Regions from separate parts of the Mus musculus genome. Here regions 1, 2, 3, 5 and 6 are each linked to region 4. Evidence: chromatin contacts called from public Hi-C and HiChIP or PLAC-seq data. All regions are on one chromosome and are shown on one strand. The core of a region is the stretch at or near the end of the contact, and the rest is flanking DNA. Distances in the headings are between cores, read along the strand shown.

The links. A called contact is a pair of places that touch in the nucleus more often than the background predicts. HiChIP or PLAC-seq counts read pairs in DNA pulled down with a chosen protein or histone mark.
Region 1: a contact with region 4 is called in an H3K4me3 HiChIP or PLAC-seq map of embryonic hindbrain, with 8 times the contacts expected there. The contact joins the enhancer-like site here to the promoter of 8430419K02Rik in region 4. A contact is called at or near these places in 2 of 484 Hi-C or Micro-C datasets (adipose-derived mesenchymal stem cells and uterus), 7 of 115 datasets of contacts at active chromatin or transcription factors (craniofacial prominence, differentiating embryonic stem cells, embryonic hindbrain and 3 more) and 1 of 9 other capture datasets (embryonic stem cells).
Region 2: a Hi-C map of uterus shows a contact between it and region 4, with 6 times the contacts expected there. The contact joins the enhancer-like site here to the promoter of 8430419K02Rik in region 4. A contact is called at or near these places in 1 of 39 promoter capture datasets (liver), 11 of 484 Hi-C or Micro-C datasets (the N1E-115 cell line, embryonic fibroblasts, nephron progenitors and 2 more), 7 of 115 datasets of contacts at active chromatin or transcription factors (craniofacial prominence, differentiating embryonic stem cells, embryonic basal ganglia and 4 more) and 2 of 9 other capture datasets (embryonic stem cells and embryonic tail).
Region 3: a contact with region 4 is called in a Hi-C map of cerebellum, with 1.9 times the contacts expected there. The contact joins the enhancer-like site here to the promoter of 8430419K02Rik in region 4. A contact is called at or near these places in 11 of 484 Hi-C or Micro-C datasets (cerebellar granule neurons, cerebellum, embryonic fibroblasts and 3 more), 3 of 115 datasets of contacts at active chromatin or transcription factors (craniofacial prominence, embryonic hindbrain and neural tube) and 1 of 9 other capture datasets (embryonic stem cells).
Region 5: a Hi-C map of cerebellar granule neurons shows a contact between it and region 4, with 7 times the contacts expected there. The contact joins the enhancer-like site here to the promoter of 8430419K02Rik in region 4. A contact is called at or near these places in 10 of 484 Hi-C or Micro-C datasets (cerebellar granule neurons, cerebellum, embryonic fibroblasts and 1 more) and 2 of 115 datasets of contacts at active chromatin or transcription factors (embryonic hindbrain and stem cell-derived neural progenitor cells).
Region 6: a contact with region 4 is called in a Hi-C map of uterus, with 3 times the contacts expected there. The contact joins the enhancer-like site here to the promoter of 8430419K02Rik in region 4. A contact is called at or near these places in 1 of 39 promoter capture datasets (the 3T3-L1 cell line), 10 of 484 Hi-C or Micro-C datasets (the 3T3-L1 cell line, 3T3-L1-derived adipocytes, embryonic fibroblasts and 1 more) and 2 of 115 datasets of contacts at active chromatin or transcription factors (stem cell-derived neural progenitor cells and vascular smooth muscle cells).

What each region holds. Positions count from the first base shown.
Region 1 is chr11:18,394,791-18,399,560 of GRCm38.p6, forward strand. No RefSeq gene overlaps it. Among named protein-coding and RNA genes, the nearest start is that of Gm12022, 96 kb to the right of the region's middle. Within about 2 kb of position 1,416, at least 8 of the 459 cell types and tissues checked have an H3K27ac peak or open chromatin away from gene starts, as enhancers often do.
Region 2 is chr11:19,348,884-19,353,582 of GRCm38.p6, forward strand. It overlaps the pseudogene Gm12026. Among named protein-coding and RNA genes, the nearest start is that of Gm39601, 270 kb to the right of the region's middle. Within about 2 kb of position 2,043, at least 16 of the 459 cell types and tissues checked have an H3K27ac peak or open chromatin away from gene starts, as enhancers often do. A contact at or near this core is called in the N1E-115 cell line, embryonic basal ganglia and uterus, where this site is marked.
Region 3 is chr11:18,435,549-18,440,262 of GRCm38.p6, forward strand. No RefSeq gene overlaps it. Among named protein-coding and RNA genes, the nearest start is that of Gm12022, 55 kb to the right of the region's middle. Within about 2 kb of position 2,928, at least 13 of the 459 cell types and tissues checked have an H3K27ac peak or open chromatin away from gene starts, as enhancers often do. A contact at or near this core is called in cerebellum and neural tube, where this site is marked.
Region 4 is chr11:18,875,141-18,879,906 of GRCm38.p6, forward strand. It overlaps 8430419K02Rik (a long non-coding RNA gene), which reads right to left and starts at 2,470. Exons shown (of 4, transcript XR_003949854.1): 1 at 1-2,470.
Region 5 is chr11:18,581,258-18,585,692 of GRCm38.p6, forward strand. No RefSeq gene overlaps it. Among named protein-coding and RNA genes, the nearest start is that of Gm12022, 90 kb to the left of the region's middle. Within about 2 kb of position 1,369, at least 26 of the 459 cell types and tissues checked have an H3K27ac peak or open chromatin away from gene starts, as enhancers often do. A contact at or near this core is called in cerebellar granule neurons, cerebellum, stem cell-derived neural progenitor cells and 1 more, where this site is marked.
Region 6 is chr11:18,532,519-18,536,649 of GRCm38.p6, forward strand. No RefSeq gene overlaps it. Among named protein-coding and RNA genes, the nearest start is that of Gm12022, 41 kb to the left of the region's middle. Within about 2 kb of position 2,528, at least 9 of the 459 cell types and tissues checked have an H3K27ac peak or open chromatin away from gene starts, as enhancers often do. A contact at or near this core is called in uterus, where this site is marked.

The DNA.
Region 1 (4,770 bases), core at 166-2,665, 480 kb before region 4:
TCTCTGTGAATTCAAGGCCAACTAGGACAGCCAGAACTACCTAGTGAGACCCTGTCTTAAGAAAAATACCAAGGAAGAAATGAAGTATACTGTATAAGTATTTACATAGTAGTGTCAGTAACTAAAAAGAAATGGAGAGAGAGAGAGAGAGAGAGAGAGAGAGAGAGAGAGAGAGAGAGAGAGAAAAGAAGAAGAAGAAGAAGAAGAAGAAGAAGGAGGAGGAGGAGGAGGAGGAGGAGGGGAAGCAGGAAACGACAAAAGAAAATAAAATAGGTCCACAAGGAAGCTTGGGAAATTTTTACTAAAATTTTACAGAAAAGTAATTGGGCAGGCAAGCTGTAGATTCTTGTCAGGAGTCTGAATGAGAGAGAAAATAAAGATAGATTTGTCCTTTAAATCTAGTGTCTGAGAAGGCAGGCAATGGGAATTTAGACACCATTAAAAAGCCCGTGCACATCTATCTTTTATATGGTAATGCAAATAATTTTTAGATCTATGCCTTATTATTTTTGTTTATGTGTATGCATGTTTCCATTAGGGTGAATACAGGTACTAGAGGAAGGAGAACACGCTGGAGATGGGGTACCTGGTGATTATAGAGTTACATGGAGTTACTTACATGGGTAATGGTATTTCAACTCAGGTTTTCTGAAAGAACAGTGACTCTTCTTAACTTCTGAACTGTCCCGTCTAGTCCAGTCAATTTAAATCTTAAGGAGGAACTTTGATTTCTAGGGAAAGGGAGGTGAGGCTCAGAGTCCATGAAGAAGATTCACCCCACCTTGTCTTTCAAGCTGGTATTAACTGCCTAGCTATCATCATTTCACTCAGGCTAAGGAAGGTGCTCCTCTCTAAACAGTCACAAGGATCAGCTCTTGGAGGTCTTACGATCCTGGAACCAAACTATAACAAGACAAGTGACACACGAGAAAACGTGGATGAGTCGACTTTAGAAGTTAAACATGTCACTTCTGCTCACACTTAGGCAGCCAAAGCAAGCCACAAAGTCCCTTTCAATGCCAGGATAACATGTGACATGTGTGAGAACAAGTAGGATGTGTCACCACAAAGCCATCTTGCCAAGTCACATGATGCAAAATGAACTTAACACACTTGTGAACTGTAACTTGAACTTAGGGTGTTTCATTGCAGCCCTTTATGTGATTTGGGGAAGCATCTATGTTCTTGTAACTTCTAAATCTTTCCCTGGCTGCCTGATCCTGAAACTAGTAGAATTACATCCCATGTCTAAAAGGCAGCTGTAAATAGTAAAACTCTGTATTATGCTAAAACTTGAACCAGTGGTTACACAGTCATGTCTTTTAAATCAACTGAATTCCTAAAGAGGGGAACCCCCATGACCTTTCCTCTTCTCTGTTCCCGTGTTACATGAGAGAGCATTCAGATTCTCCTAGGGAAAGCTATTTTAACAGCAGACTCACCTTCTGTAATATCATTTTGATGGTCTTAGCTTCCCTGGGCAAGCCACCCACCACCTCTGCCTTATGAAGATTTGCATTATCTAAAGATCACTCTGTAAGCTATGGTCCATTCGCCTTGGCAAATACTGTTTAAATATAGCATCCATAAATAAATGTTAAATAATTCATGAACATAATTTTGTAAATTCCGCTAGGCCACACCTCTCTGGGGCATATTTATGAGCATGCGTCAGCTTGGAATCAATGTGTCTGCCAAGCTCCTTGCCTCTGAGGCAGAATTCCCACATCTAGACCAAAATGCTGGAAACGGCTTCCATTCCTCTTCAGTAGTCATCCATCATCCTGTCACTTTAATTCAGATGCTGCTACTTGTTTTAATAACATGCATCTTACACAAAGAATATTGCTAACACAAGAATCTTGGGGTAGACTTTTACAGCCTCATAAAACAGCGTTAACCCTCTGATCCCTGATCCCGAGGCTCATGCAACAAGAGCCTCGGAATGTTCTCCTTGCCCCTTCACATCTCCCAGGTTTCCTGATGCTTATCAATAACCTCTATTCATGGCCATTACATAGCACCAGGAACTGACATCAATCATCACAGTAAAAATATTATTCCTCCAGTATTGCCTGGAAGAATTATGGAAAGAATAAAAGTGTTATTGCAGGAATTATTTAGCAAACAATAGATGGATAAAAATGTATTAGGTGAGTGTTAAATTATATCACCTTGTTATGGAGTGCTGCCTTCAGATTATGAAAGCCTGTCTCTCCCTTCCTAAGTAGTTCAAAAGAACAATGGGAAGGCCCACAAAAGATTTCATGAAAAAAAAATTACCAGGTAGTCTCTATTAGGCCATCCATTATCAAGAGGAAATTTGGGGAGTAATTTAGAAGGCAGGCTTGGCTTGCTTTGAATGTTAAGTATGGAGTTTAGAGATGAGCAGTGTGGTTTACATTTAGTCGTTAGATGCGAAGTTACTCTAGGAAAGGGATTTTCAAGGAAGAAAACATCTGAGTGGCCTGCCCCCATACCAGCATATGCCTTCTCTTCATACTGTAGAGTAAAGCTCTAGGCAGGGTTTGGAGGAACATCTACTGGAGGGAGCAATTATACCTTCTAACACTTAGGTTTTAGTAGATTCTAAAAAGGAGGGCCAGCCATTCTGATATTTGTTGCCACTGCCCTCTGTCACTGTTGGAAAATAATGCTTCCCAAATATCAGATTAAGACAATTAGTAAAATCGGGCTGCTTTTTAAACAGTATTAAGCATTAAGGTTAGCTAAACAAGGTTGGAAAACGGAATTCTTTAAAAAGCCGAGTAGTATGGTGTGTTAGTGTTTTCTAGGTTAGTGTAGGCTTTCTTTTTTCTTTCTTTCTTTTTTTTTTTTCTTTTTGGCATAATGTTAAGCTAGACTCCTGGGATTCATTTGATCAACGTGATTAAATTATTTCCTTACTCAGCTAGAAGGAAATTACTAGTTACCAGACATTATGTGTCTGTTAATTATGTGCAATAAGGCTCTCTCCTATCACATCAGCTCCTGCATTCATGTTCTGTGCATTTTAAAGGCATTATCATTAAAAAATTTAAATATTGAAAAAGGATGGCTATAATTTTATTGCACATATTTAATAAATACGGAACCTATGAAATCGGCAGGACAAAGCAAGTCACTGTAGACATCTCAAGGAAGGACAAGCTAGAAGATGCTTTTGATTTCTATTTTTACAAAAGATTATTTTCCTGTCAGCTTTCTGGGCCAGCAGATAGGCCTCCTGCAACTGAATAAAGGGAATTTGAGGCTTGCCCCAAACAAAACAAAGCAAAAACAAACAAACAAAATCCAACCCTTGTGATGGTGTGATGTGACTCTTCAAAGCAGAGCCTGCTCATCAGCTGATGGGAGCAAATTTACATTTTCTCAATATCTCAATCTACAATGTGATTCTTTCTTTCTCTCTCTCCCTCGCTTGCTTTCTTTCTTTCTTTCTTTCTTTCTTTCTTTCTTTCTTTCTTTCTTTCTTTCTTTCTTTCTTTCTTTCTTTCTCTCTTTTTTCTTTCTCTCTTCCTTTCGGTCTCTTCTTACAAAAGAGAGGCAATACATGACGGCCTTATCTTTTTTCTAATGAAATGATGGGCTTCTATTTCATATTAAAGTGTTAATCAGTCTGAAATTAGGTCTTACTGAAAGAATTGTGCTTAAAGGTGCTTAATAAGATTCATTTTATGCAGCCAAAGCCATGGAACTTTTATTTTTATATCAGAAAGAAAAGTAGGAGTCCTGCTCTTCATTTCTGACACCCCCATATTTCCGCAGCCTCCCTGAGCTTGGGACTCAGATCCACTAACCGGTTTATAGAACAGAAAGCTCTTTAGAGTCAGGGCTCACGCTGAAGCCCAGAAGGTTTTGTTTGAGCTTGAGAATCTTCATAGGTTTATGCAATCCCAACAAATATTTCAAAGAAGGAAGTTCCACATTTGAAGTGGGTGATCCTATTAGACACCGGGAGATGGCACCTTTGTTGTGGGCCCAAGCATCATTTTATGTGAGATAGAGCTGCATCCCGCTAATACTCCAAGACATCACTTTCATGCCAGGAACAGATAGGGCTGAACTTGCTTCACGCACTTTGTCATTCACTGTTAATAATGAGTGATGAAAGTTCAGAGGAGAGGAGCTAAGTGGATAGTAAGCTGGAAAAGAATGAATTTTAACCAGCAACATGCCAAACTCGTGAGAAAATGCATTAGAAAAGAGAGGGTACAAAGGGCTGCCCGTGGCCACCAAATCACACAGTTGAGATGGTTTCTTTGGAAGTACATATGGCTCTCCTTAGAGAAGAATTATGGAGACCCTGGACCAAAAGTTGGGACTTCCTACAAACCCTGAGAGATTTGGAACAACTGACTAGGAGGAAAAAACAGGGACACTTCTGTCCTGACGTAACAGAAAAGAAACGGAAAGAAGAGAGTTGATTCAGATAATTATAAGACTCAGTGTATAAAAATATTGATTACACGAATTAATGCTTTCTCAGCAAAACTAACAAACATTTTGTATTCCTTCATTATTTCTTTCTCACTTTCTTCTTCCTGCCTGCCTTTGCTCTGGCTTTCCCTGTTTGTTTTCTTACCTCCTTCTGAGAGGGACCACTGGAATTCCTCTCTTCCCAGGTATATACTGGGCCAGTATATAAAATACTGTTAAAATCATGGTTAGTGTTGATATGATCTCTGAATTCATGTCATAAACACTCCTGCTGTTTGTTTCTCAGTAAATAAGCCAAGATACCAGGGGCAGAGAAATTTGACTCCCTAT
Region 2 (4,699 bases), core at 793-3,292, 470 kb after region 4:
ATCCCTCAAGCTCCAGCTGAACTGAACTCTTCCTCCCTTAAGTTGTTTTCTTCTCAGGTACTGTGCCACAGAAGGAAAGCTGCACATGGGCTCATCAGAGAGCCTTGTGATGACCTCAGCCACCGTGCCCTGTGCCCTGTACCCTCTCCAGCTGTACACAATCCTAATAGGAGGTGGAAGGTTGAGAGAGATGGGACTCCAGAGATGCATCTGCCTGGATGCTACTGTAAGCAAACCCTCTTTGTGCTCCCATCAGTAACCCCAGTCAATACATTGACACATCAAGTTGGACCTATATGCAGTTGTCTCTTTGGTCTGCCATCCTGGGTTAAACAGGGTCAAACAGGTGTTTTCTGTGCATTGTCCAGGGAAAAACCATGCAAGGAAATGATTATAAATATGAATATATATATGTATATATGTATATATACACAAAATCTACATACATATATACATACATATATGTGTACATGATCATTTGTACATGTATTTGTATATCAATATGTATATGTACATATAATAATTTACATGACTTTATATATATGTATACATACATATACATATATAATATATACACATACATATATACATATATATACATACATACAGTCTCCTTTCTGGTCCACTTACACAGGACTTGACTTCCTGAGGACATTCTTGGAAAGGCAAGCCTGCATTCAGATTCAATGGCAGCCTATGATATAAGGATCTCTCCATAACAGCCTCTTGCTTTCCCTGATTTTCCCTCCCTTTCTTCCCTCTCACTCCATAAGATCACATCTCCAAATAGGGTAATAGCAGGAAACGCTTCACTTTAATTTTCTAAGGGAACCTAGGCTATGGAAGAACCAAATGAAGGAAAGAAAGAGTCACTCTATGGCCTGCTCAATAACCTCGAGGTTTTGAGCCATTGACCTGAGCACTTAGACTATGTGTTCATAGCTTTACACAGTCATATCGCCTTCCTTTCACAGCCCTTCCAGTCAGGCCTCCAGACTACTGCATCCAAATCTTTACATTCACAGAGGCTCCCTCTGATGTAGTGTTTCCATGGTTTACTCTCCTGAAGAAAACTGGTTAGCTGAAGCCCTCGATCCCCCACCATGCTGGTATTTCATTCACAGTGTCCCCCAAAGAAGCTGAGGTACAACACAAAGGGCAAGCCAGGCACCTGCTAGGTGATGGTCAACTCCTGAGAGACCACGCCCAGTCTGCCGCCTCCCTTCCAGGACTCCTTTGATTCTATTCTCTGCGTTACAGACATTATACCTTCAGTCAAGCACTGCACCAGGTTCAGAAACAAAAACCATGTTACAGAAGGCAACTGTGAGACCTGGACTCTGTATCACTTGGGAGTGCTGGGAGAGTTTTAGTTTGTCTTTGTTTGTTTTCTTGCTCTGTCTTGTTTTGAGTTTGTTTTAAGTTTGGCTGCTTTTATGTCCATCTCCCACCCCCCACAAAAAATTCTTTAGTAACCCATTATGGGTTAGTGAATTCCCAAACCGTTCAAAAATACTTTAAAGTTCTTTTGGGACATAGCCAGATACTTAATATTGTATTACATTTTATAGTTGTCACTTAATCAAGCTATTTAATATTATAGTACATTTTAAAACTGTCACTTAATCACATTTTCTTGACCCTTTTATGGGAATTAAAGATCACTGTAGATAAAAAATGGCAGGCTTTAGTTTAAATAGATTCAGTATGTCCAGCTTGACAGTTACTTCTGAGACATTAAAAGAATTTTCTGTGATTAATGTGACCCACACACGTTAAATGGTGTAATGTTCCCTTTCTCCAGCCATTAGCGGAAGCAGCATCAGACAGAAGGAGCCGGAATGTGGCCGACTAGATGGAAAGGCTTGCGATGGGGGTGTGCATAGAAGGAAAGGCTACAGATAATATAGAGCCAGCCCAGCTAAGATAAAAGGGAGATTTCCCCTGACTTAATATTTGCTTTCTCTGGGCATCTGAAGAGTAAAGTCAAAGAAACAGAGAGGTTAGACCTTGGTAATGGAGTAGGTGCCGGTCTAGCAGCATCATATTCTACGGGGACCACTCTGCGCCAGGGGAGGGGCTGCATCTCTGGCAAGCAAGTGCAGTTATTTGGTGCTTATTATAAATGATTGATGAGCATTGCTTCTAAATTTAGAAAAGCTCTCTAAATGGACATTTACTCACAGGGGGGAAAAAAGCTTCCCTGAAAGGTTGATCCCTGGAAGGGCTTTGTTTATGGTGCGGCGATAGCTCTGTGCAATTAATCCAGAATGCGTCACTGAAAGATTTTATATTCTTAAGTGTTCACTCGTGTAATTAAAGTAAATTATGTCCTTCTCCAAACATGTTTCAAAGAATCATTCTGGCTTTAAAAAATCTTGGTCCCTAAATCCTACTTGTTTGTTTAATTAATCTGAAAATAACTGCTCCTTCCGTCTCCTAATCACGGATCAGATCGGCTCCGTGTTAGCAGCTGTGAATGAAAGCCGGTCCCAGTGTGTTTCTCTTGATTGTTTAATAAGAGTTGAATAATACCCTATTTAATCCATCAAGTAGGACATTACAATAACATTGATCTTTTGTTTGACAGCAAATTTGTTTGATAACAGAATAGGATATAATGTAACCAAATCAGTGTCAGAAATGCATTTTAGAGAATCCAATTAAAAACATTCACACACATGCCAGGCACCGAGCAGTGGGCATAGAAACCAGGAATAGCAAGACACTCTTAGGACAAAGGCAGGGAAGGGAAAGCCTAGCCTTGCCAAGCACACCAACCTTAGCCCAAAAATTCAAGGACTTCACAAACAGACTCCATGCGTTCAGAATGTTGCCATTTAGGCTGCTGAGGTCAACCTTTCCTTAGGTCAGCATGGAGGGCCCAGTGACCCCCAGATGGAAGTCCATTGTGTTCTCCTTTTGTTGGTTCAAATGCTGTATTTCTTAAGGTCAGTGGTGCCAGATCCTGCTGTCACTTAGCCCCTCCACTCTTTCCCTCCAGCTATTGCATAGCAAGAAGATGCCATTGTTCATATCCCTGCATCCTTGTCCTCGTCCCAACCTGTAGATGTGACCCTTTCTTTTCAGCATCTCTGGGGAGGAATAGGAACTAGTTCAGAGGGTTTTATAAGACCTGGTTTTTATGGACTTTGTGGAAGAGGGCAAGTGTCAGGCCTGGTGTATATTTGTACAAGTAGGATCGCGCCCCACCAGTACCCTTTCCTTTCCTTCAGCGGCTCTAACAAAGTAAGAGAGTGTTGCAAACAGAGGGAAAGAACAGTCACAAGCCAAAAAAAATCCTCACAATTCTCTGTTTTGAGTGCTATACCTTGTCCCAGAAGCTGATTTGGCCATGTTTCATAAGCCCCTCCCCTTTCTTTTTCACACACACACACACACACACACACACACACACACACACACACACTCACAAATCTTGGGGGAAGAATAGCTGAGATCAACCAGTTATATGCAAAGCAGGGTAATTGCTTAAATAAATTGATCTTTCTTTGTTCAAAATGATGGATGCACCAGTGTTGCTGTGTTCAGCTTGCTCTCTCAGAGAGAAGGAAGCAGTACAGAGACCCAGGACCAGCTCAGAGTACTGCAGACACTCTCTTTCGGTCATGCTGCTGGTGGAAGTGTTGCTGCTGTCTTTGGATACAGACAGAAGGAAAACCAAAACCTCAGGGAAGTCAGCTCAATCTTCTGTTGGAAACTAGAAACCCAGGAAGGAAAACACTCGACATTATCAAATGTCTCCAATCAACTCAAAGGCTGCCTGTGCCAAAGGGTCTATGCCAATCTAGAGTACAAGAGAAATGTAATCATTGTTACACTATTTGGAACTATTTGTATTGGTCATGGTAGTGCAGAGAGAGTCTCTGTGAGTTCAAAGCCAGCCTAGTCTACATAGTAAGTATCAAACCTGCCAGGGCTGCATAGTGAGATCCTGACTTTAAAAAAAAAAAAGAAAGAAAAAAGTATATATATATATATATATATATATATATATATATATATATATATATTTGTGTGTGTGTGTGTGTGTGTGTGTGTGAGTTTAAAGCCCTCTTCAGGGAAGGGAAGCATGGTTGTCTTGGCACTCATACACATCTCCATCGCTACAACCTCTCTGGCAAGGTACCACAGGCCTCCTGGGTCAGTGATGGAGATGTTTTTGTCTCCACCCTCTGCTAGTGCTTACCTGTCAATCGCGCTCAACTTCCATTATCCTGCTTCCATCCCTGGCTTCCCACTTGCTGTCTTCTTTATTATCCTTCTGTTCTCTGGTTAATCTCCTTCTTTAATGAACTCCTTTCTAGTTTCTTACCAAATCTTCCATCAGATTCTTTTGTGACTTACTCCCCCCCCCCCCCATCTGATAGGTCTTTTCTTTAAAACTCTTGAAAATTATTAATACCTCTGTCTTTTCTGGCAGGGTACCACAGGCCTTAAAACATTCTATTACATTTCTGACCTGAAACAGCTTTTTTTTTGACCCAGAAGGATTGGCAAATTACAGACCCCAAGCCAAACTTCTATGGAGATATGAGAGCAAGAGGTAGGCTTTCAAGTGCTTAACCATGGAGCCGTAATCTTTATGACAAATAGCCTTTTGCTTTGCAGTTATGGCTAGTTTACTATATGTATGGCTAAGTGAGGGTCCCTTAAAGCTGGTCAGGGACTTTGTCCG
Region 3 (4,714 bases), core at 1,678-4,177, 440 kb before region 4:
ATACTATCTTTATGATGCTGAGTTCTCCTGTCCATGAGTAGCTCACATTTTCTTCTTTGTTCAAGTCTCCTATTGAGTCTTTTTGTAAAAGTTAAAATGCTTGTTGACACATGGATAGCTCATGCATTATTGTTTCTATTTATCTCTTGGTATTCAATCTTATTTATTACTCATCTACATTTTCTTTCCAGATAAAGGAACTATGAGTACAATATGGTAGGTAAGGTATGAATGCTGGAACGACCGCAGCTTAGTCTGTGGTTGTGGTGTAAGCTGGTAACACTACTTACTATATCATGGTGAAGCAGAGGACAGCCCAGAACCAGACCTTCAAGGCTTTCCCCTGTTTAATTCTGCTCAATCCACCTCTTTCAGCCATGTCCTCTGTTAGAAAGGCTCTATCATCCTTTTACACAGCACCACCAACTAGGGACCTGTGGTGTTCAAACACAGGAACCTGTGGGACACATTGCACATTGAAGCTACAACTGATACTATGAAGGCACCAAATGCTTTGATCCCTTCTTAGAGACCACATGTGAGGCAGGCTTTTAGGACATTAATGTTCCTGAGGAGATCTGGTCTAAATTTCTTCAGTATGGGCCTGAAGTTTACTACATGTCTGACAATCCCAGGCATGAACAACTACTAGCATCATCTGCTTTACATGATAAACAGGAAAAGGTGTCAGGGCAATATGCAAAAATTCTGAAGAATTAGATGCTGTCCATGTTGTGCCCTCAGATGTTATTAGCATAACTAAGGAACACTATCACAACATTAGTTAAGAAAGCTATAATTAGAATAGTAAATATGAATGTTCAGCCATTCATTCACTGCATCGGTCAGTCAGTTGTTTTCTTTTCTACCAAATACTCAGTGGATGCTAATTCATGTCAGACCAAGGCTAATTTCAAAGCCGCCATTTCTTCCAGGAATATCTATATACAGTTAAAAATGACCAGCTATCAGCAAGTTCAGTCAATTCAAATAAAGAAACAAAGCTCCAGATAGTTTGTGACATGAGGCAAAAGTGGAAAGTACATCATTTGGTGACCTAAGTGTTAAGGACCTAGTTGCCTTTTGTTTCCTGGTTGTTTATGAAAGTCTACATTTATTTTCAAGTATATAAAGTGAAGTTGACATCACTCACAGGAGAATAGATAAAAAAATCTGTCATGAAGACTGTAGAGATGAATAACATAAGCCAGCCATTTCCTCAAGAGTCAGGAAGTATCTAGTTTATACCATGAAATGATGTGCCAATAAAACATAATTGGTATTGAAATATATGACTAAGGACAATCCTCAGGTTTCAGGCCTCCACATTTTGCACAGTAGTCCTTATTCTACAGTCAAAATGTTGAGGGGACACAGGACAAGCCTATTTGCACCAAACAAAGAAACATGAACTCAAAGGCAGTTTATACAAGAAATATAGGTTTTACATGTATGTAAGCATATATGTGTATAGATATTTCTTACATGTATTTTCATATGTTTATTAAATTTATATAGTAATGTTAAATTAAACAACATACATTAGAATACAAAGTAATTTAGTAAATAAAATATAGAGCATAAATTAATATGATAATGAATATATATTTTATTCTACAACTAAGAAATAACAATTAGGAACATGTCATTCTGGGAAAATTGGGAAGAGATCATGCTATTATCCCAGGCTTTCCCAATGAGAAATTATAGCTATTAGCCCAGGCTGAGAAGAGATTGTGGTTACTAGCCCAGGTCTTAAAGTGCTCATGAATTAGTATAATTTCAAACAAAAGCCTGTTAGAACATGTCTTAGAAAATTGTATGAAAATTAGTAAATATAGATGTATTAAATTCTTATTTTCATGGCATAGCTGTAGGTCAGTTATAATTGCCTTCATTTCTCCAAAGTCAAGGAATTAGGTTACTATCTCATATCAGTGTAATGCTTATTTCCCATGTAGCATTTATTATCTTGTTGAATTTCAATATAAATCTGTAAAGACTTCAAATAAAACTATTTTATCAGAGTGGAAACAGAGACTTAAAACAAATACTCAGAGCTTTTACCAGCTGCAAACAGTTAACCTAGAGGAGAAGCCTGGTGCTCTACTCTAGAGCCAAACCCTTTAAGATGCTAGGCTTAAAGGACCTCTTGCTCCCTTTTTGGATTTGATTTTTTACTTCATATAAAAACATGAAGCAAGATGAACCAAGAAACAGATATGGTAAATTACTGAAAAAAAATTTTCATTCTCATTTTCTCCATCAGTTGAAATCATAACACAACATACAAGAATTGTTTAATTGCAACAACTTGTAGACTTTGTAGTCAATTTTTTTTACCCTCACCCTGAATGTATATACAATGACAGGCTATAAGAAAGAAAATAGGCTTTCTTCAAGCAGCTGAGAAGATACTGTATGTGACTCTCTAGAGGTCAACACAGAGCCTCTGAGAGGGATCAGACTGATAGCTCCAGTGGCCAAGGGGCTTCGACAAGCTCTTTTATCTTAAGTGTCAGTGTTTCCTCAGCCCCTAGCCTTCCATTCCTCCCATACCTTGTTTTCCATCCTTCATGGCTACAGATTTACTCTTCTTCCTGGCTTTGATTAGCCTGCCCCCCAACCAACCTCTACCCTGCTTTCCTGTCCTCCCTTGGCCAAGAGTGCTACGGCATGAGAAAAGCACTCGATCATCATGATGGGAAGTGTCAGGTGCACAAGATAAATGCAAATTTCATGGCCTTACTGTCTCATTCTGCCAAATTTTATGAGACTGAGAAAACTTGGAAGCTTATGCTATGGGGCCATTTGGTTGGCAGGAAAGAGAGCAGACTTTTTCCAACACCGTCTGTTGGCAGCTCCAGTACTAGATTTACAGCAAGGGCTGGAGATTGCCTTGGCTATTGAGGCTGCAACTCAGCCAGCTGGGGGCCTCTCAAGTGAGGGAAGAGTGATGGCGTAGATTCTGGGAGAGAGTGTTCCACTTAAGCACTCCCAATGACAGCTTTTTGGTCATACCTTGAGCTTCAGAACTTGGCCCCAGTGAGACTGGCCTCGTTCACAGATAGCTTCACCCAAATTCCCAGTGCCACTAAAGACTGGCATTCACCAACGTGCTGAAATGGGAAGACAGTTTCTGGGATGGAATCTGGGTATTTTGTGGTCTGTTTCTGTGTTAGTTTATAGTTTTCTATTATAGACTATTGCTTCATATACTCCTAAAGCTGTTATCACTCAGGAGATAATAAGTTTAATACATACTATGGCACAGTGATTGAAAGTCTCAATTTTTGAGCCACAGTGCCAGAGTTCAAATCCAGTTCTGTTCTAGCACAGTGTACCTGTGGAAAATTCTGATCTCCTTTGCATCTCAGCTCCTTGGATTGAAGTGCCTATAATAGCAGTACTTATAATAGAGTTGATTGAAATAATCAAAAACAAGAAGCAAATTTAACCAATTAGAACACAAACAATGAGACCACTTGAAGAGGAGGAAGATAGTTATTATTGCTTGAGCAAATGCACTTTGCTCTCTTGAATGGGGGTTTTAGATTCTGCGGAACTCAATCTGAAGAACTCTGACCACGATGAGAAATTTAAAAAGGAATCCTCAACCCTGTGTAGAGAAGGGTATTTATTTCTGGGACCACACTGTGCAACCCAGCTCCCAATCCCAGTGTTACAGATGCAGATTTTGAAAAAGGGAAACAAATGTTCAAAGGTCTCAAGTCTGTAACTAAGAACTTCACCATCATGCCAAGTCTGCTCACAGGCAGAATAGACTCATGATGAGGTTCAAGGAAACAATGGTCTTTGCCAGCCCTCAGAAACAGTAGAAAGGACAGCAGCAGGGAGCCAGACCAATTGATTGAAAGTAAAGTGACATTGTTTGAGGAGACAGATGCAGACCTTCAGGAGCTTGGAATAAATTGTAAGTGAGAAAAGTAAAAGCTAAAATGAATGTTTTTTATGGCCCCACATCCAGAGGAAGGCTCAGGATTAGAACACAGACTTCCTAATTCCATGCTTTGTACTGTGGTGGCTCTGCAGAAAGTCCTGACAGGAACACAAACCTCTTCATAAGTGGCATTGACTGCCTCAGCCAAAGCTTCTCTTCTAAATGTCCTATCTCCCAATGATGGCCAAATCGATGAGGCACCAGTACATCAGTAGACTCGGAGAAAACACTTCTCAGTGTTTTGGGTTAAAAGTGTCATTAACATTGGGTTCAATTTTGAGGTTGTATTATAATTTATATGGCAGACACTGAGTTAGACCTTTCAGATTTTCCAAATAAATACAAGCTTGATCAGACAGCAAGGAAGTTCACATAAAGCAGTCTGAGGGTGGATAAAAACAAATATTTGAAATCTTAACAGGAGTTAGATCGGAGGACTCAGGGGACCTTGTGAATATGAGTAAAGGACTCTCTTAGGCCTTTTCAGCATTTTTTCATAATATTTGGAATTATTGTTTCTACACCTTCTATGACATTTAAAATGAATCTACAGAAAGGCCCTTGGCACAAAAATCACATTAATTTTATGACTTCAGTAGCAATAGTAATAATTATCATAGCTGTGATCATTAGTTTAATATCTACAAGGCACTCCACTAACTGGGAAGAACTGTGAGTTAGTAAATGATTTGTGTTCCAGAGGTTTAAGGGAGCCTTGACTTTCATGGCTTATAATATTCCATGCATGCAGAT
Region 4 (4,766 bases), core at 1,220-3,719:
AAGGGACTTTGCTAGTGTCTGGTCTCTGCTCTGAGCCGGGAGGCAGCAGTGGTAGGAGCCGGTTACTTGGGGTCTTTGCTGCCTTCCTAGGTTTTTTAGAGGTGACGTTATCAGTGACCCTCGATCTCCCGAAAGGGAGGAATCCGGCTCTTTGAAAGCCTAGACCATGCTCAACAACGTCTTCAAGGGGGATCTCTATGCGCAGTCACCTACTCAAATCCAGAAAAGTGGGTGAGGTTGGCAGAAGGGTTTTGCAGCGATTTCGGCGCTCGCCGCTCACCCCCACCCCCACCCCCAATGCCTGCGGGGACTGGGAGAGGTTAGAGCCTCGGGTCTTCAGGTGAATTCGGAGAACCTGTCACTTTTAGGGTGGTGGAAGAGAAAAGTGCTGAGGTGTGAGGGAGGCCTAGGCAGAAAAGCAAGAAAGGGAGGAGAGAAGGGGAGCCAGAGAGTTGGCCATCCTGTCTTTCAGTCATGTCTCCAACCCAGAGAAAGCAGACAGTGGGATCCTGAACTCTCCGGTACACTCTGCCTGAAGCTAGGGTGCCAAGCCAGAAAAACGACGCCGGGGAGAGGACCCGTAGGTGTATGAAGCAGGTGACTCTACTCTCTGCTTTCCTAATGGGCTAGGACCTGGGAGTAGTTTTCCTCCCAGAGAATAAAGTCACTGGTCCTAATGAACACAGTGTGGGGTAGAGGTGGTCAGGGCTAGGAATTATACAGTTGATCAAAGGAAGACTGGATTAAAACTAAATCCAGAGTTTCAGAGTCGGAATTCCCTGAGGTGGACTGAGCGCGTGAGCAGCACAGGAGTTACTTCTTCACCAGCTAAACCAAGCCCCTAAAAGTGCCTCCCATCTCCCTATTAAAACCCTAGGGTATCATTTTTAGGGCAAAGACTCTACAACGCAAACGTCTAGCGGATTGCCCAATATATTGTTTGTGTTTTCTTTCAGTTCCGCCTTGGAAGAGAATGTTTTAAACTTTTTGGGGGGGCGGCGGGAGGCTGGTTCGATGTGAAAGAGAACCCTACCCTTCCCATTATTTCTTGGCTTCAGTCTCCCAGGAAGACCCCCAACTCTCCCGCCCAGATCTTTTCCCCCAACCAGAGAGCTCTTAGCCTCTAATGCTGCGTCTACCCTTGATGGTATGGTTTGCCAAAGGGCCAGGGGGTGCTGGGTAGCACAGAAGAGACCAGGAAAAATGATGACTCAAACTGGGCGCCCCACACACAAACCCACACCTCCCTGCTTACGGTCCAAACACCCGTTGAGAACCTATATCACCAATTTCTGCTTTAACTGCCTTCCCAAGGGCCGAGGGCCTGTGGGATCCAAAGTGGGGGAAGTTTCTAGGACTTTTAAGGAAACTTGAAGGAGCTTCTGCCCAACACACTGTGACACTATTCTTCTCCATTCTACCGGAGTGCTATACACTCTGGAAGCTCACCCTCTTGCCCAGCCTGACTGTTCAAGGCAGCCTCCAGGGCCCAAGCTCTCACCGACATGCTCCCATGAGCGCCCTGGGATTCGGAAGCCGGGGCTCCGTCTGGAAAAGTCCTGTGAAAGCATTCTGGCAACTACAAACCACTCTGAGGGGTTCCAATTGACGGAGCCCAGAGTGAGCCGAAGAAGTCTTTGAATATGCTTTTGCGCTAACTCATGGACACCCAGGCTACCGAGACAGTTAATTCTTCTTAACTTTGACTTTCAGATGGCGGAGGTGGGGATGGGGGCAAGCATAGGACTCTTCTGCAGACCCCGAGTACCTCGGAGTAGTGTGGGATCACAACTGAGACCCACCCGCCCACGTACCAGCTCCAGCCCCAGCCCCAGCCCCGATGTCGTGCAGAGGGAAACTAAAGGGAGTCTGAGACGCGGCTGGAGCTGGGTGAGCCGGCCGCGGCGGTCTCATTAGAGACATCTCAAAACTCCTCTCAGCCCACCCCCAACACCCCCCTCCCGCCTACACAGGGGGAGCTGAAAGCATCACTGAAGGCTCGGAATTCCAGCGTAAAAGAGCAGTTTTCCCCTTTCACAACGTTCGGACTTTGTCCCTGGAGTTACTCAGTATGCGCTTCTGCCCGGAATGCGATCCCCATACCCAGATCCATCTTCTCTAGGCCCGCTAGGACCCGGCACCCCAACTGCTGTCCTTGTCGTTTGGTCTCCCCAGGGCTCCACCTAGCACGCCTCTCCCCGCGGTAAAACTCGTGGGCCGGGTTCCCCGAGAGGAGACAGCCTCCAAAGGAACTCCTAATACCATCCATACAGCTTTAATGCGCTTATAATTCGATAAGTGATTTCAATTTGAAATTGTTAGTAACTAATTTTATGGGTAATTTTTCCACATCAAATATTTAAGCATCAGATTAAGGGCGCCAGTTCCGACGCATGATCATAAGGGGGTTTCTTCCCCCCCCCTCCCCCCCGCCCCCTCAAAACACACTGCCGCGCTCCGCCTCCCTCCGGTCTCCTACTGCGTCGTTTTTCCAAATCCCCAAAAGGTGGCAGTAGAAGACGACTTTCCTCTTTTCCTGCGGCTCAAAAGAAAGGACAGGGGTGAGGGGCTGGGGGGGGGGGGGAGCGGCGGGGGGAGGGGTGGGGCGAGAAGAGGGCCAGGAGGGACTGGACGGTGCCAGGACTTTGCAAGCTGAGCCTTTAACACGTTTCCACCACCGCGCTAGCGAGAGCAGTGGCGAATTTCCTGGAGACGTCTCGGGCCACGGCGGCGCGCCCGGCGGCCCTGGGGTCGGGGTGCGGGCGACTCGGCACATTTGCACTCAACCCTCAGCCTCGTACAAAAGCGGGAGACGCAGAGAGGGACCCACCGGCTTCTTTCCATTTCTTTGTAGTTTAATATTGTCAATACTGTACAACCAACCTTGGCTCCTCGAGGCCGGGCTCTTCGAACACATAAGTCGGGGGGGGGGGCTGTTAATGGGGGGGAACTGGGGAGGGTGGAGGGAAACTAGGGGCGCAGCGGATGAATTGCAGACCAGTTGCCAAACTTTTTCCCCCTGCTGCCGCTGCTGCGGCTGCCGTGGCTGCAGCCTTTGCTTTGAATGTGTGTAACTAGGAAACAGCAAGCCGTCTGAGAAGACGGAATTTCCAACGTGTAAAATGTTCTTAACGGAACCATTGAGCGAGTGCAATAAGGCGTGAGGGGGAACTAATCTTCCCATTTAAATGTTTGTGGCAATTTTATCTAAATGAATTTTAATGCTAAACGAGGGTAATTCCCCATTTGTAGCGCGTTTGCTTCTTTCCTGTGCTTCTAAAGCAGTCGAACATCGTGCAATGAACAATAACAATAAAAATACTTCCAAGGCATATTATTCATTTTGAATGTGTTATAATTACATTTGATTAAATATGATCGGGTAACATTTTTAAATTTTTTGTAAAAGAAACTTAGTCATACTAGTCTCATTCAGCCAGCGGACTCCCCCCACCCCCCCACCCCCACCCCCAAAAAAGAAGCCTGTATAATTGTGTGCCCTGTTTAGGGGAGGGCGTTTTGTTTTTGTCCTTTAAGAAACATCAAAACCACTCTCCACACCTCTATTATTTTCCTCCTTCCGATAAGTGTCGTCAATAACCTCAAAGCTGGCTCTGAAATTTACAAGAGGAAAAGCTAAAACAGAATTAAACGGGAGGGTGTCAGGGGCAGGAACAGAGAGACCTGAGGAGCAAGGCTCGCACAATCCTCACTCCGAGGGGGGAAACCATGGCACAAAAGCTTGCTTTATTTTTTTCTAATTCCTAGACATTAATGATCATGATTCTTTTTAATCTCCACATTCCCCAGCCCCCCTTTGCTTGCGCTCACTCTTCCCCTCCACCCCCAGCCTCTCCCCCTGTTCTTTTCACCACCCTCTCCTTTCCCCCTCCTCCCCCCTCCCCGGCTTTCTCCCCACCCCGCCCCCTCCTACCCCAACTAGGCTAGAGCCTCCAGGATAATAAAGGCTGACTCACCGGGCTTGTACTGGGGAGGCAGAAGTAAAAGGACGGTTAGTTTATAAAGTTTATTATTATTTTTAAAAGTAAATAAATGGTTGTTAACTGCAACTAACCACCCATCAAAGAAAATGATTTCACTAATATGGACTCTTATGCAGTCGTAGAATTGTCTCGGGGCCAAAATAGGAAAGTTAAACAGTCCCATCTTTGGGGGGGCGAGCAGGGCGAGGTGGGCAACAGCTCTGAGACCAGGCTGCAACCTCTCTCACGTTCTCTCTCTCTCTCTCTCTCTCTCTCTCTCTCTCTCTCTCTCTCTCTCTCTCTCTCTCTCTCTCTCTCTCTCTCTCTCTCTCTCTCTCTCTCTCTCTCTTCTCCCTCCCTCCCCCACCCCCTCTCTCTTCTGCACACCCACGTGTCAGAAACAAGGCCCCATAAACAAAAGGTGAGAGTGCACACCTCTGCTCCTGCAGGTGAGGCAGTGACTCACCATTACCATTACTGAGTAGAGCCAACCCACAGCTGGTTTCTCTTTCCAAATAGAAAACAGGATTGCTGTGGGCAGTTTATAAGGTGACAAGGGTCTGAATGTCAGGCTAGAGTTTAAGGCTTCTGACTCATCCTTTGTTCCCAAAGCAACCAAAAGGCTGTTTTCTTAAAAAATTAATTTGCCTTCATTAAAATATTTGGATATTTCCCTTAGCTTTATGAAGCACTTTTTAGAGCAGCGATTTTATTTAAGTGAAATTATAAGCTATTGCAGCTTAAACATGTTATTTTGAACCATTTAGCTGGCTGCCATGCAGA
Region 5 (4,435 bases), core at 119-2,618, 290 kb before region 4:
TCTTGCAGCCTTCCCCCAGCCCTGGAAACCTTGGCAGGCATCAGTTCTGAGCCTGCATGTCCCCACCGATGTGGAAATTGTCATGTGTTACGATGCTTTAAGGGTATTGTTGAAGCTTTCATCGAAGTATAGCAGGCTCCCACCTCATGCTAAGTAAAGCAGCTGGTAAATGTTGCGCTGTGGCTGCAGATGGATTGGTGGTGGCAGGCCCAGAGCTCACCACCTCTACTTAAACAGGTGTTTGACTCTGTATTTTCCAGGTGGCCAGAAGGAGCCTGATTATTCAGCGAGAGTAGAAGCCATGCGGGATAGGAATAGCTCTCCAGCATTGGCAAGAGGGAGCAGCCAGCCACTTGGCTTTAATCCATCTGTTCACAAGACATGATCTTAAAGCCAGAACTTTTCCACTGGAGACTTCCTACTTTGAATTTTAATGGTCAGGTCAGCAAGGGCATTGTGGCGCCAACTCCCATGCTTTGTCAAGAGCTGCCTTGTTGCCTGGGGAAAGGGGGTTGGCTAACTAAGTTACAAGAGTCAGAGGCCATTGGAGTTTCCAGCCAGGGTATTGCTGCTTCATCAGCCCAGCTGCCAGGTGGAACATGAGAAGATAAAGTTGCCACGGCATGTTATATTTCTCCACGGCCATGGATCTACCTTTAAGAGGGAGATCCTCTGTAGTCACTGGGAAATGACAGGCAGCATCAACAGCTAGCCACAAAATCACAATGCAAAAATAAACAGATGTTCACTGGAAGGCATACAAGCATCTTTTAGCAGCAAAAAGATTCACAAATAAGTTTTCAAGGCAATCAGGGTAAGGGAGATTGGAACCACCTGTCTATTTAAGGGATTCCTGAGATGAGCTCAAACCAGTCTGAGACACTCAGAACATCTTAATTGAAAAACATTAAGAGAAAATAGCACACTGGCAAGAGGAAACATACTTAAGTGTAGAAATAAGCTAACATCAAAAAGTCCCTGGCAAGGATTCTCAAGCAAGAAGAAGCTTGAGAAAGCCAGTTCATTTTCTTCACAGCTCAGGGTCTACAAATCTCAGGGGAACCCCTGAGCATAAAGGAGTACAGGACCTCCACATTCATATACAGAATGGGTGGGTGAGCAAGGGATACACAGCTCTCAAGTCCTTTCCAATGGCTTGGAGTAAGATGAGTAAATCTGTCATGACTTATAAATGGGAGAGAAGAGTGGGGACAGGCCTTCTCATGGGGCCACCTGCCCCAAAACTGGTGCTGTGGGTGCCCCTGCCTTTCCCTGGCTCCTGTGACACAGCAGACTGGAGGGGACAGGAAGACAGCTGTCAGATTTCACATGGCACTCACTCTTGGCAAAGAGACAAGTCTAGCGGCGGCCAAACCCTTGTCATGATCCCATCAGTCCCACAATGGTGGGGCTTCTGCTGGCTAGTGGCAGGTCACAGGAGTGTGGGAGCTCCTCTGACCCCCACATCTGAGTCCCTAAATCAAACTGCTTTCCCTCCAGAAAAGCCTGGGTGAGAAATTTCTTGTGCCAAGTTTGTTTATACAATGAAGAAATGTTGCTGAGATCATAGGCAGGTGTCTTCCTGCTATTGTTTATTTATAATTCATAGCCTAAGTTGCTTAGAAATGGATTAAAGAATAATAAAACCATATATAGTCATATAAACAATTAGTCTTGTTTCTACATCAGCACTCTTGAAATTTGGGTTTAGATGAGTTCTTTGAGAGTACTGCTCTGTGTTGGTGTAAGATGTCTACCACTACTACTGAAGCTACTACCCAATGGATGAATGGTGTACAGCCACCTTCAATGTAGCAGCAAGAATAATCTCAGCCAACGCCAAATGTTCCTGGAGAGAAGAGATGTCCAAACACCCTCTGGTTAAAAAAATTGCCACATATACAAAATTGTAGAAAGAAATGGCAGATCTAAGTGAACTTAGTCTGAGTAAGTTTCCAATGTGAGAACCTAGTGTGGGAACTTTTAACCCTGGACTTGCCAAAATTATTGAGCACTTTCTAGAAACTCTGCTCTATGCCCTGGTTCAGAGCAGACTCCATTTCACCATATATCATTTTAAAGAAGGACAGACAGCATGTGGGGAACCAGGAGGAAGACTCTCCTGGTCAGTGAATCTGTTTTATTATCTGTTATCAAAGCAAAAGATCAATACAAGTAAAACCAGAGTCATGATTCTGGAGAATAAGACATTTGCAAAGCTGACAAAAGGCCAAGGGAAGGCAAAATAGTTCACTGATACAAAGTATTGATATCTAAATTCACCAAAGCTTCATGGTTCTGTTCATGTTCACCAGCATCTCCGTGTGCTTCACTGAAACCACATCTTGTCTGGTTGACCCCAAACTCAACCTAGGAAAGACTGCTGTTGCATCCGCTTATACAAGTCACAGTGTCTGCCATCATTCCATTGGCCTTACCTGCCATCCAACCTCATTGACAGCAGGTCAGTGGGTTCAAGGCTTTGGGCCATATAGTACTTTCTAGTTGCTAGCCTTTTCTGAAAATACCATTTGGGTTATTTTTGGTTGTTGTTGATTTGTTTTGTTTTAAATTTCACACAGACTTTTCATGGAGGACTGATCTTCTGGGTGGGCTTGGTACTATAGCCCGTTGAATGTTAACTGATGAAAGGTAAGAGCTGTCTAAACCTTTAGCTCCTAGAAGTATCAGTTATCTATGGATTTGAAACACATCAAGATATCTGCTGATGCTCCCATCCAAGCTCCAAACCTGTGCCCTCCTCAATCTCTCTCTCTCTCTCTCTCTCTCTCTCTCTCTCTCTCTCTCTCTCTCTCTCTCTCTCTCTCTCTCTCTCTTTCTCTCTCTCTCTCCACCTTAGCACTTAAGAAGGTGGCAGGGAGCAGACCCATGGAGTAGGCAGAGGAAAGTCTTTTCTCTGACCTGGTACCAGGGCTAAGGACAAAGCCTGGTGATTTCTTTTAGATTAGTAAATCCCCAGGGAAGGAAGGCTGCCAAGTGGAGGTGGAGGAGCACATCCGGGAGGAGCACATCTGGGAGGAGCACATCCGGGAGGTGGCAGTGGGTTACAGGGCTTGCTTTAAATGCCTAGGGGGACGAGTTTTATCCCTGCTCAGAACTGTGTCTCACAGGGAAGAACAAAAGCAGGAGACACATGGGAGAGACTGGAGCTGTGGCAAGCCACCTCCAAGTCAATCACTTGGTACCACAAGACAAATGAAGGTGTCCCTTGAGTCTTTCTACCTCACCACTTTTATGTGAAGGTTTGACAAACGATGCAAATGAAGGGTACACGGAAGTGATTAAAACCAGCCCTTGCAAAAGCAGGGTAACCATGCTGGGCTTGAGTCGCCCTCATTTCTCTGATTCTATTATGACCCCCATCACTGCCCTAACTTTCCCAGAATGTTTTATGCTTTTCACATATCAACATTATCTGCTCACCTGTCTTCCTCCTTCCTTCGATAATACATGAGTCTATTTGCTGAGACTGCTTTTAAACAATAGGATTGTGCCAATGGACTGATAATGAAAGTATTTGTTTAGTGTGCTAAAAGGCTCATCTACTTGCTGCAGTGTTGGTACTTTCCAACATGGATTACACCACAAGAGCTCCTCCCAAAATCTCTCACAAGGAACCCATGCTATTGGTGAAATCCCCTGGGGATCCTGTTAAAAAGAGATTGTCAATCCTAAAGGAAGACAAACAAATTGAGAATTCCTCCAAGCAAAGGCATCCTAGTCTAAAGGGACCATGTCAGTCTCTCAGATAAGCCAAGGAAACAGCTGGGCTTCTTTATTCTGTGCCCTCCAGCTGCTTCTGCCACACAGGCAAGGCAAGGTATGGGTGCAGCTCTGCTGATCTCTGATTGCAAGGCTTCGCCCTTGGTTTGGCTGCCTGCTTCGTCAAAGTACAATGGAAGTGGTGACCTGTAAAAGGAACCAGCCCCATCAATCGGACAAAAAATGCAGGGCTCAGGAAACTCCCCCACACTAATGGTTCATGCTAACCAGGCCAAGTCAGAGTACTGTAGTCACACGAGGCTCTGTCTACAAAGAGGCCTCGGATGAATATCAGACGGCATTGAGAATGGCAAGGGAATGAGTGATGGTGAGAAATAGCAATTCAGGACTTTGTCTCAATCTCGCCCGCATTCCTCAGAGCTATTGGGAAATGTCACCATGCCCACTGGTAAGGATGAGTCTCCAGTTCCCTCTGCCACACTCACTAGCAGGAAATAACTCACCAAAGTACCAGTGAGGTTCTCAGGGGAAGAGGGTACAGCTGCTTATGGTATGTAAGCAGGTTACGAAAATGCAATTTGAAATCCAGGTCTAAAATAATAAATGATTTAATTTCACATAAATGTGTGGCTTTTCAGAAATCTAGTCTTTCCTCCCTTTCATCCTGGGTAAAATGAGATATGAGTTACTG
Region 6 (4,131 bases), core at 1,278-3,777, 340 kb before region 4:
GTGACTCCATAATATCCACAAGCATGTAAGCTTCCCTTACTCTGTCTGTGTTCTTGTCCTTCTTAGGAAAATATCAAATCTAGAGTAGTATGAAGAAGATACACTGTTCTGCTAATTTTAGGAATTTACTAATTTCGGTAAAATAATGTGTCGCTCAATTTTAAAAGTAAACTGTGTATCCTTAAATCTATATTATTAAATTCCTGTGAAATGCCCAGCCATTTATACTCTAATTTAAATTCCTAGTTTGATTTTTCAATGACACGAATCCTGTCTTAGCCTACATACAAACCAAACACACATCAATTACACTATATTTTTCTCTCCTCATTAGTTTCATTGCGATTCTAAATGATACTGTAAAAGATCTTTTGACTTCTTTTAGTTTTTCCTTGTTTGTTTCTTTTTCTTAGGAACATCTTATGAGCTTAACTAAGATAAGTTAAGTGTGAACCATTAAAGTCATAGGTTGGCTGAAAAATGACAGAAAATTGAAGATTCTACAGATAGGATTTTTCAAAGCCTTCCTTACAAAGGACATTTAAAATTTCCTATTGTTTCCATTAAGAAGATATAGAGCTGACATATAATTCATTATTTTCTGGGCAGGGCACAATCTAAATGCTTAATGATGACAATTTTCCTCGGTGTCACTCCTCCATAAATGCTCTCCTGAAATGAGAGATAGACAAACTGAATTGGTTTTTGTTGTGGGTGTTATTGTTGTTATTGTTAAAGGTTAATATGTGATTGGCATTTAGCTTGGTCAGATAGCCAGATATTGTAAATGCTGGAAGACAGCCATTATAGCAACACATATACACAGAACAAATAAGATGATTCTCTGTCCAAGTCACTGGAGTCCACTGCTTACAAGAATGTCAGGGAAGGAACATTTTTTTTTATTTAATGATTAGGACTAGAAAGGACTTCCTGTCTCATGATGTAGCATAAGCATTTAGTCCTGGGCACCCAAAGAGGACTGGTTTTAACCTCTTGAGGAAAATTTCATGAATGTTCAAGTTTCTTGTATAAGATTGCATTTGCATATATCACATCTTCCCATGGGCTTTAAATCATCTCTAGATTCCTTGTAATATCTAATAGGATGTAAATGATATGTAAACACTCGTTATATTGTATTGCTTAGGGCACAGAGACAATAAGAAGGGTATGTTCAGTACAAACACAGTTTTTACAAAACATTTCGGACCTGCTGTTGGTTGAATTTGAAGATTTGGGTATAATTAGCTATTTTATTCACTACAAAACTTGGAATTGTCAGCAAGAGTTTGGAGCTGAGAAGGTCAGCCTGCAACTTGGTTCTGCTCATGCCCTGCTGTGTCTGAGAGAGCTACATCTCTGGGAGTTGTACAATCACACGGCCACTCAGAGACGGAAGACACCAGCGCTTGGGAGGTGGAAGCTTTCAGTCTGGGGTTCACAGCTTGTCAAAATGGTGACTGGCAACCAGAACAACCTCTCTCTCTCTCTCTCTCCCTCCCTCCCTCCCTTCCCCCTCTCTCAATTTTTCCATCATCAACTCCTCCCTTGACTCTGTGTAAACAGTGATTCCTGAAGTGATAGGCTTTTGAGGTCTATTGCGTTACTACATCGTCAGTGTTGTCATTACGGTGTATTCACACAATACATCATCAGAGGCCTGTCGGATTTGTGATTTATGACTCTAAATGCGTTGTGGTACAGCAAGGCATTGGGGACCTCATTGACTGAATGCTTGTTTATTTTTACATTTAAGGGTTTGAGAGTAAGCTTCAGACCACTTCTCAAAGAAAGGCTTGGTGAAGACCTTGAGACAAGGCTCCATTTCAAAACCCTGGAGGGACCAACAGAACAGTCACACTTAACATACAGAGGTTTATGTTTTCCTAGACCACTTTAAGTGCAGAATCAAACTTTCATACTCCAGTGACCTGGCTTTCTCTATAAGAACCAGGCATTTCATATATTGCCAGCTTTCTATTCAGATTTTGCCTAATAGTTAAGTATATGAGGTCTGGTAGGAAAGGTATATTTTATCAGCTCTCTCTTATTGCCAAAAGCAATAAGAATAGTATAATATTTTATGGTAGTAATAAAGGGGATTATTCAGAAGAATATTGCTTGCAAGGTGGCTAGATGCTACATGACATGGTCTCTTTTCCTGAACATAACACTCTCTCATAATGCCCCCAACAAAGTATTAAGCATGCATTGTGTGGCTAGCATTGAACGCAGTGCCAAGATATACAGCCATTTCTTAGAAAGAAGAATGAAAGATGTAAGTAGAGAGTTGAGACAAGTTAAAAGCAGTGTTGAACCCTCCAATTACAATAACATTATGAGGGGAGTGGATTTAGCAGGAAAGCCTTCTGGGAAAGGTGAATTACAGGGCAACGCTGAGAGAACATTAGAAAGTAGATGACAGCAACATCTAACAGCTCCTCGGCTCTAGGACTGACCTTCTTCCCAGAATGCATTTTCTCTCACTTGATCACCAGGGCAGAGTTTCTTAAGATCCAGAACCACATTAAATCAGGAGTCAGCAAGCTTCGGCCAGTTCAGGCTCTGCCAGTCCTCATTGCGCAGTCCACCTCTACCCTTCAATTTCTTTCTAGCTGGCAGCATTGTCACTTCCATTAATGACAAAATCTGTAATGATCAGAAAGGCAGAGAGTGTCTTTGGCCAAGGGTTCTTTATTTCAGGATCCAAAATCCTGGGGCCAACATCCAAAACTTGGAAGGTCAGAGCTAATGTTGGCTTAAGCATATCTGAACACCGTGACACACTTTTTCTTGCTGCAAAAAAACAATACTAATATAATTAGCCAGGGCTGGCTATTTCAGGCTTAATTCATCCTCATGTCCAGGGAGCCGGAAATGTAACAAGTAAAGAATTTGCTAACATGAGATGCAGAGACTCTGCCAAGAGTTTGCTAATCTGTACGTTTATTTTTTTTGTCTCTATATAAAGGGAGTTTGCAAACTGGTTCAAATTAACCAGGTCAAGTTGTATATTTTATTAACTTCAAAACTTTTTAAAAATTCTTTTCACATTAAAATAAAAGGTCTGTAAAGCTGGGCAGGGTGGTGGGGATGAAGGGAAGTTGTCTGCTCAGTAAAAGTTACGAGGGGACATGTGTCAGCTGCTTAGTTTTCACTTTCTGGCCCTGGCTAGAAACAGCTGCAAAATATCTACTCTAACTCAAGTCTTTTATGACTTCTAGTAACTTCTTTTTCAAAATATCTTTTATTGATTTTTCTAAGGATCTGACCACAGAGTGTTCCATAGAGAAGAAAGAACACATTCAAACACAGTAAGCCACGTTCACAGTCATAGTGATTCCAAAGTTTCAAGATAATTTTGCTGTTAGCTTCAACTTTTTTGATTTGTTTTACAATGCCTTCCAGAAAATCAAAATTACTGTTTTGTCCACATATATTACAGTTTAAATTCACCTCTGTGATTGGAATCTGTCAATCATGTCCTCCTGTCTCCAAGCTACCATATCCTCCCTGGAGTGGATTCAGTTTTTTGGTTATTGTTATTATTGTTGTTATTGTTTTGTTTCCTTTTTAATGAATAAGCCCTTCTTTATACCCATATCTCCTAGCACTTGTATACCCTAACCTTCCAATTTTTACTCTGTTGATCTATTGACTATACATCACCTGTCTAGCTTTGGTCTTCTTGTCCCAATGCTGGTTGAACACTGAACTCTGCTTGCTTCTTTTTGTCCTATCTTCCATGCACCTTGCCTGTATTTCTTTGTCTCCCAGGTCTCATCCTAAACACTGTCTCCTTTGAGATACCTGAATCATCATCTCAGTACAGAGACTATCCACTTACCAGATGTGATGCCAATGTAGAAATGTATCCAGGTGCCCCACCTTTTCCTAGTCCTGACCATTTTACTATTATCATTGTGGTACACAAAAGTAAGTCCCTGGCTAAACAACTGGCCTTGGAAGACTGTGACTCCCAGTTACCTCTATCATGGTACCTGGAACATTCGGTGTTCACATAAATATACATAGACCAAAGACCATAGAAATGTTTATGTAATCCATGTTCAGGACCTGCTATAAAACTCTCATTTTAAAGTCCATGTTTCTATGATTGCATTGTTA